2 separate regions of the Sus scrofa genome follow, and region 1 is linked to region 2. The links are chromatin contacts, called in public HiChIP or PLAC-seq maps. All regions are on one chromosome and are shown on one strand. Each heading gives the region's core, a stretch centred on a gene start, on an enhancer-like site or on the middle of the called end of the contact. The rest is flanking DNA. Distances are from core to core; before and after follow the strand shown.

Region 1 (3,692 bases), core at 464-2,963, 140 kb after region 2:
GAAGAAGATAAACTGAAAACAGATTGCATCCTAGGCGTTTGCTGAGGCCCAGCCACCAGAACGTGAGCCTGGAGCGCCTTCATCAGAAATAGGGGCGCAGTGAGCAAAGAGGGAACACAGGCCTGGATCACAAAGGGGCTTCCAGGGCCGGGGGAGGAGAAGATTGACGGAGGAGCAGCAGGTGGATTCCCCGTGGATAATAAACATGGTGATTTGGGAGGCGGGAAGCAGAGGCATAGAGAGATTGAGACGCTATCAAGCATCATCCACGCCAACACGGAGTCTCCCAGGATGATGGCGAAGTCATGGGAGAAATGTGGAGAATGAGGAAGAGCCATGAGACGAGCGCCAGGATTACCCAGAGATGGGAAGGAGCAGCCATGGGCAGCAGCGGGAGGGTGGGACCACAGGCGGGTCCCAGAGGGGGTGCCTGGTGAACGGGTTGGCTGTGGCAGTGAGCACTGCGGGGCCGAAGACCCACCATCCGAGAAGGGGAGGCGCCGGCAGAGTTGCGGAGGAGGTGCCCCCCCCCCCCCGCCGTGGGAGTAAATCCCAAATTTTGCTTCCCTGCTTTGCCATTTTCCTGGCCATGTGATCTTGACACGTCATGTAATTCCTCAGCCTGTCTTCTTCTCTTGGTGAAGCTGGAATAGTACTGCCTGTTTCTTGAGCTGGTTGCCAGGGCTAAAGTGGCAGTAGACACAGCCCTTGGGTTAATCTGAGGGAAAATGTGACAGCAGGGAAAGACGGTCATGGGTTAAACTGAAGAGGAAGGAAAGGTCACTTATTTCCTTGACGTTCTCATTGGCTGGCGATGATTCTGTAACTAAACGCTTTGAAATGCTAAGTGTTTTGAAGGTCATGCAGCCTTCTGCTCGGGTCTCTAATGCTCTCTGGCTGTGAATCTATCAGGGGACCATTAATTGAAGCCACCCCCCTTGGCCATACACAGTATAGCCGCTTGCATGCGTTGTCTCAAAACAGGAGGCCCTGGTAGCGAACCTGATGCTGCCCTGAAGACTCACCTGGAGAATTGGGGAGGGGGCAATAGGAGGGAGGAGATAACCAACCTTCCAGAATCTTCGGTGCTGGAATCCATCTTGGCGGAGCGATGCCCACACCACCAAGAAGGACCCTGGGCCAGACCAAGTATGGGCTGAGCAGGCCAGTTGGCCAGAGACAGAAACTAACCCCATTTGCATCCACCCTGAGACCGAGAGGCCCCTGGCAGAGCGGTCCTCCTGGGCCCCCTCACCCGCTGCTCTCTGCCTGGGCGCTCCTTCCCAATCAAGTCTCTCCCGTGGTGGGCACAGTTCATCTCCGAGTGTGAGACAAGAGCCCCCTTCCTGCAGCAGATCCCCGTGGGAGATGCAGACCTCTGCAGCGGCCCCGACAGCCTCATCCAGCGGCGCCTGGATCTGCAGCCCGGGGTGCCCGGCGGTGGGGAGGGCATTCGGTCAGACGTGATTGGAATGGCAGCGCTATTTATAGCGTGTCGTGTTCCATATCACGTACATTCTCACAAAGCCCCCAGCGCTGGGGACCGGTTTTATGAGGGGGAAGGACAAATAAATAATCCTGAGAGTTGGAGTCTCAGGGCACAGTCAAGAAGATGACTGGCCTTATATGGGAAGCCTGTGAAGAGGCCTTTTTCCCAAGCATCTGAAGCAGCCAGAGGCCCTTCTCCTGGCGGGATCACTGGCCGAGCTGGCCCTCGCACAGGGCTGTTAACCCTGGGAGCCTGAGCCCCTTCCGATCTCAAGGGTGGAGGACAAAAGCGCAGAAATCGAATAGCCATGAATGTGGGTTTCACGTCTTGAGTCGCTTTACTCCCCCGAGGCCAGTCACATGTGGATGCAGTTGCCACCACACCCTGGAGACAGGAGAGCTTCTATGTCAGACTCTTCCCGGCCACATCCACGGTACATTGTTACTGGAGAAGAAACTTCGTTTTCTTCATCATTGACAAAATGAGATCAAAGTTGGTGTGGGTTCCCCGTCCGTCACAGCTCAGTTTCCTGAATAAAAAGTTTCTTTTTAAAAAAAATTTTATTATACTGGATTTACAGTGTTCTGTCAATTGCTGCTGTATAACAAAGGGACCCGGTTATATCTATATTATGTATGTGTGTGTGTGTGTGTGTGTGTGTGTGTATACGTACAGATATATATACACCCATTCTTTTTTTCACATCATCCTCCCCCATGTTCCTTCACAAGTGAGTGGATACAGCTCCCTGTGCTCGACAGCAGGATCTCATAGCTTATCCGCTCCAATTGCAATAGTTTGCATCTGCTAACCCCAGACTCCCAGTCCATCCCTCTCCCTCCGCCTCCCCCCTTTTTTTCCTGAATAAGGAATTTCAAGGATTGGTCCCAGGCGACGGCCCCCAGCCAGTTCAGGGATTGGCTGAATCCCCTTAGGCTTGTATTAGTAAGTTGAACATAACAGTGGTTCACAGAACAAAAGAAGAAGGAGGGCTCCCTTCTCTTCTCGGCTCCTGCCATCTTTTTTTCCTCTCTCCCAAATGCTTCCTGCGCTATCCTTGACCACAGGAAGGACCTTCTCCCCCGACAGGCTCCTGCCCTCTCCTGTACAGGCACAAAGCATTGGCGGTTCCCTATGAACCCTCCTTCCGAAAATTTGTCGTAGGGTTGTGCAAATTAAACATTGCACATAAATCACTTAGCAAAGTGCCTAGAACACAGTAAGCTCTCAGCAAATGTTCGTTATTATTTTTAGGCGTCTTTAAATTTGAATCGCATATTATGCCATGAGGTACAATGCCTTTGCATAGACATCGTGTTAGGAAAGCTGGGCACGTATTCATTCCTATTTTCAGACTAGGCGATTGAACTTCAGAAGAGCAAAGTCAGTTGCCCGAATTTACAGATTTTTTCCTGAAGCCAAATGGAAGTGACAGATGTCATCAGGTTTATGCAAAATGGCAGATGAACACATTTCATGCAGTGTTTCTTTACAAATTGTGGAACTCTCTGAGGTAACACATGCAAAGCTCCACAGTTGTCTGTGGTGTTTGAATAATATTTATCACTTACCATTGAGCATTCATTCGTCAGCCTACATCTGCAGAGTGGAGGGCAGCTGGCTGTGTAGAGCAGCCGAGTGAGAACCATAGACTCGACTCAGCTGCGTATCTTGCTTTAATAAACCACGTCATCTTATTTCTTTAACTGAGCTGCAACTCAAAACCCTGTAAGTAGGTGGAAACTCCGTCTTGAATACCTACAGAGAAGAAATTTCTACCCCTTCTGGTGATCATTCCCGAAGCTAACATCCTTCTTGTCAGCAAGTCTCTGTTCCTGGAAGCCCTTGTCTCCAGCCCTTCACTTCAAAGCCATATCTCCCCCTGCTGCCCTTGGTGACATCAGGAGGCAGCAAGTCCCTCACCTCTGCCTGGCAACGTTGTGTTGATCCTGCCTGAGCCGAGGGGAGGCTGTTCCCCTCAAGGGACCTGTTCTGCTGGTTGGAGTTTGTGAATTGGAAATCACTCCCTTTTCATCCAGGCAACCCTAGCCACAAAATTATTCAGAGCAACTGAGCAGATTCCATCTGAATCTGAGCTCACCTTTACCAAAGGGTTTTTTCATCGAAGTCATTGGTCTCCTCTGGCCAACAAGCAGGTGGCCGTGGTCAAGGTCTGGGGTTTCCCCCTTTTGCCCACATCCTT
Region 2 (4,084 bases), core at 928-3,427:
GTGTTGGAAAGTGACCCAATAAATGCACAACTATGAATGGTGATAAGGGCTATTTTTTAAAAAATAAAAGTAGCGGTGAGGAATCATAACAGTGGGTCTGGGTGGAGACCCGGATGTCAGGGGAAGGCTTCTCTGGAGAAGTAATGCCTGGACCAGTGGGAGGATGGACAGGATTTAGCCAGACAAAAGGAACAGAGGATGCATGTAGGCCACTGTGGACCAGCCCTGCTTAGACCTTGAAGGGAGGAGGGCGAGGTGGCCAGAGAATCGGGGCGGGGGGGCGGGGGAGGACTGGAGATGAGGCGGGGCCAACCTGCAAGACCAGGAGAGTTTGAGAAGGAGGGAGGGGGTCAGGGCAGCAGATGCTGCTGAGATGCCATTTAAATAAAAGACGGAGGAGTTCCCGTCGTGGCGCAGTGGTTAACGAATCTGACTACGAACCATGAGGTTGCGGGTTCAGTCCCTGCCCTTGCTCAGTGGGTTAAGGATCCAGCGTTGCCGTGAGCTGTGGTGTAGGTTGCAGACGCGGCTCGGATCCCGCATTGCTGTGGCTCTGGTGTAGGCCGGTGGCTACAGCTCCGATTCGACCCCTAGCCTGGGAACCTCCATATGCCGCGGGAGCGGCCCAAGAAATAGCAAAAAGACCAAAATAAATAAATAAATAAATAAATAAAAGACGGAGAAGTGCCCATGGGCTCCTTGGAGGCTCCTGGCACCTCAGTGGGAGAGCGGCAGAAGACAGCCTGGAACTGGCCGAAGGGGAGGCAGGAGGCGGAGGGGGGAGAGGAGTGAGGGCAGCTGGGCTGAGACGGGGAGCAACGATGCTAAGGTAGAAAATGGTAGGAAATGTGGGCTCAAAAGGAGGGTTTTTGTACTGTCTGTGGTTTGCTTGTTAGAGGAAAGTCATTCAACATTTGAATAAAGACAGGAGGGAGCTCCCACTGTGGCTCAGTAGGTTATAAACCTGACTACTACCCATGAGGATGCGGGTTCCATCCCTGGCCTCGCTCAGTGGATGAAGGATCCCGTGTTGCTGTGTCTGTGACGTAGGCCAGCAGCGGCAGCTCCCATTTGACCCCCTAGCCTAGGAACTTCCTAAAAGAAAAAGAAAAAAAGAAGAAAATGGGAAAGGCTTCACAGAAAGAAAAAGGCTGAGAGAGCAGGGGAGTGAGGGCCCAGCAGCAAGGCGAGAAGGGGTCAGAAGAGGCAGTTCCTCCATCTAACAGGAGACGGGGGCTTTGGGGATTTGGTGGCAGAAAAACAGGAGCAAAGTCATCCCCGAGAAGGGGGCGGCAGGAAGCAAGAAAGGCCAGCTGCAGAAAGGGGAGCCCCGCTTCCCTGGCTCTCGAACCCACGGGCAGGACTTTCTTTTCTGCCGATCCCCTATCCACCCATCCCGTTCTCAAGAGTATTTAGAGTGTCTGGCTTTCATTTCCTGTGGTTTTCTGAAGCCAAATGACACCACTTTGAGACATTTCCTTACAAATCTTGAATATTCTGCCATGGGAAACGTGCCTTTTGCCCTGGTAAGTTTTCTTCCCAGTTTTGTTTCGAATTCATTTCACGACCCTCCTTCCTCCACGTTCTTATTTGACCCTTTGAGCTGCCGATAGCCTTCGGCCTTGTTGTTTGAAAAGCCCACAATTGCGTGTCTGTCTTTTCTGGTGGTTTTTGTAACTACATCTCACAGTTCCGTGGCCTTCCATTCCAGTTTTATAGAACACTTTGTGAAGGTGGACTCTTTCATGCAAACCCACTGGCAAAAATACCCCAATACTTTGCCTTGTGTATTTTGCCCCCCGCCCCCAATGATTAAGAACTTCCAGCCAACATTTGTGGCAGTGACTCAAATGTCTGCTAGATCTTGCCTTTCCTCTTCCTGTCCTGTTAGATCAGGTCCTGCTGCTTTCACCTCTGGGCTTCGCATTTGTGTAGTTCTTGCTCTGGGTCCTGTACTCATACTCTCCAGATCCATCTCTTTGCTCCAGACAGCCAGCCTCTTAATTTTTCTTGCAATGGCAATCTGAAGCAGGGGAGCCCCCTCAGAGGTCCAGCTCATCTCGTTGGGGTTCACAAGTCCATCCCAAATAGCTTTAGCAACGATGAAGGCTGGGGAAGGGAACGCACCCTTGGTGAGCCTTTCCCTGCTACGGGCATTCTCTATGCTCCAGGAACCCTTAGAGTAAACCTGGTGTGCTGGTCCCAGTTCACAGACAAATCTCAGATTCAGTGACTTCTTGAGAACTATTTCAGGGCCAGGACTGGAAAGAGTCCTTCTTCCCTGTCTAAAGCTCAAGAGGGCTGAAGGTTATCGCTGTGCATCTCTGGGCACTGGTGAAGTAGAGGCCTCAGTTAAGGGCTTGGGTCTTCACTTGCTTCAAACATTGAACCCCCTGCAATGTATCCTCAATTCCAGACAGACATCGCCTTCACCACTAGGTGGCGATGTAGCAGCACCACCAGTGATCACCATGCAAGTAGAAAAATAGACCCAAGAACAAGCCTTTTGGAGCTAGGGCATTCCAATTCCCCCCCCCCCTTTAAATAATTTCTTGAAACAACGTTAGTATTACATAAAGTTAGTCATTTTAAAGTGACATTCACAATGGCGTGCAACCATCACCTCCATCTAGTTCCAAAACATTCCCATTGCTCCAGAGTAAAATCCTTAACCATTAAGGGAGTAAAATCTCCCCACTCTGGCAACAGCCGATCTGCATCTTGTATTTTTATGGATTTACATATTCTGATGTTTCTTAAAAAGAGAGTCATACTGGAGTTCCCATCGTGGCGCAGTGGTTAACGAATCCGACTAGGAACCATGAGGTTGTGGGTTCGATCCTTGGCCTTGCTCAGTGGGTTAGGATCTGGCGTTGCCGTGAGCTGTGGTGTAGGTTGCAGACGCGGCTCGGATCCCGCGTTGCTGTGGCTCTGGTGTAGGCCAGTGGCTACGGCTCCGATTAGACCCCTAGCCTGGGAATCTCCATATGCCGCAGGAGCAGCCTAAGAAATAGCAAAAAGACAAAAAAAAAAGAGAGAGTCATACAATATGGGACCTTTATGTCTGGCTTCCTTCTCTTAGTATAGGCTTATCCATGTAGCGTGTCTCTGTACTTCAGTTCTTTTTATGGCTGGATAATATTCCAGTGTATGAATAGACCATAATTTGTTCATTCCTTCAACCATTGATGGACATTTGAGCTGTGCCATCTTTTGGCTGTTGGGAGTAGTGCTTCTATGAACATGGATGTACATACCTTTGTTTGAGTTCCTGTTTTCAGTTCTTTGTGGGTGTATACATAAAGTGGGTCATTTGGTAATTCTGTGTTTAACTTTTGGAGGATCTGTTAAATGTTTCCACAGCAGCTGAGCCCATTTGCAGTCTCACCAGCAGGGTATAGGATTTTCACATTTTTTTTGACTGTTGACGCACAATGAGAAAAATACTTTACATTGCAACACATTATTCACGTATGTATGTATTTGTGTAACATATATGTCTACATCGTATCTGTTTATATATTTACATAAAACAGAAGTTTGATGAGACAGCGCTCAGCCTTAATACGGCACAGTATACTCGGATGCAACCTTCCTGTTCTATTTTATTAGTTTTGATCCACCAAATGCGTTCCACAACACAGAGCCAAACGAAATCTTAAAAATTAAATTAGCTCTTAAGATCAAAGTCCTATTTTAAGTGTAAATAATCTAACATAACTCCTCTCCCCTTGTTTACTCAAAGAATTTAGGCTGTCCTTCATAAGCTTATGGATACACAAGTTTGGGGGGGGAGCTAATTTGAACGCACAACGATGGCATTTTGTACGGTGTAGTCTCAAACATGGACCGTTTAGGTCGCACGCCAACAGGAGTGGTGCCGCATGCCCTTGGCAGTGTGAGGATTCTGATGACACAGTCCTCCGTGGTCCAGTGACAAGGATGTCGGTGCGTGTGGGCCCTAGGGTTTCTAGGAAAAGTCCGGTGATACTGTTGTTTCCATCTCTTGTTGGGTTCCATTCTTTATATACCACCTGACAACTTCATAGTAGAGGAAGATACTGAAGAGGGCAGCGGGGAGGAC

Evidence for each region. HiChIP or PLAC-seq counts read pairs in DNA pulled down with a chosen protein or histone mark.
Region 1: a contact with region 2 is called in an H3K27ac HiChIP or PLAC-seq map of alveolar macrophages. The contact joins the promoter of LOC106507937 here to the enhancer-like site in region 2. A contact is called at or near these places in 6 of 47 Hi-C or Micro-C datasets (blood, embryonic fibroblasts, heart right ventricle and 3 more) and 1 of 2 datasets of contacts at active chromatin or transcription factors (alveolar macrophages).

The regions. Positions count from the first base shown.
Region 1 is chr11:8,642,610-8,646,301 of Sscrofa11.1, forward strand. It overlaps LOC106507937, which reads right to left and starts at 1,714. Exons shown (of 3, transcript XR_002336484.1): 1 at 1,256-1,714; 2 at 1-718. The region is part of intron 17 of FRY (protein furry homolog); the gene reads left to right.
Region 2 is chr11:8,502,299-8,506,382 of Sscrofa11.1, forward strand. No RefSeq gene overlaps it. Among named protein-coding and RNA genes, the nearest start is that of FRY, 14 kb to the right of the region's middle. Within about 2 kb of position 2,178, at least 11 of the 83 cell types and tissues checked have an H3K27ac peak or open chromatin away from gene starts, as enhancers often do. A contact at or near this core is called in alveolar macrophages and subcutaneous adipose tissue, where this site is marked.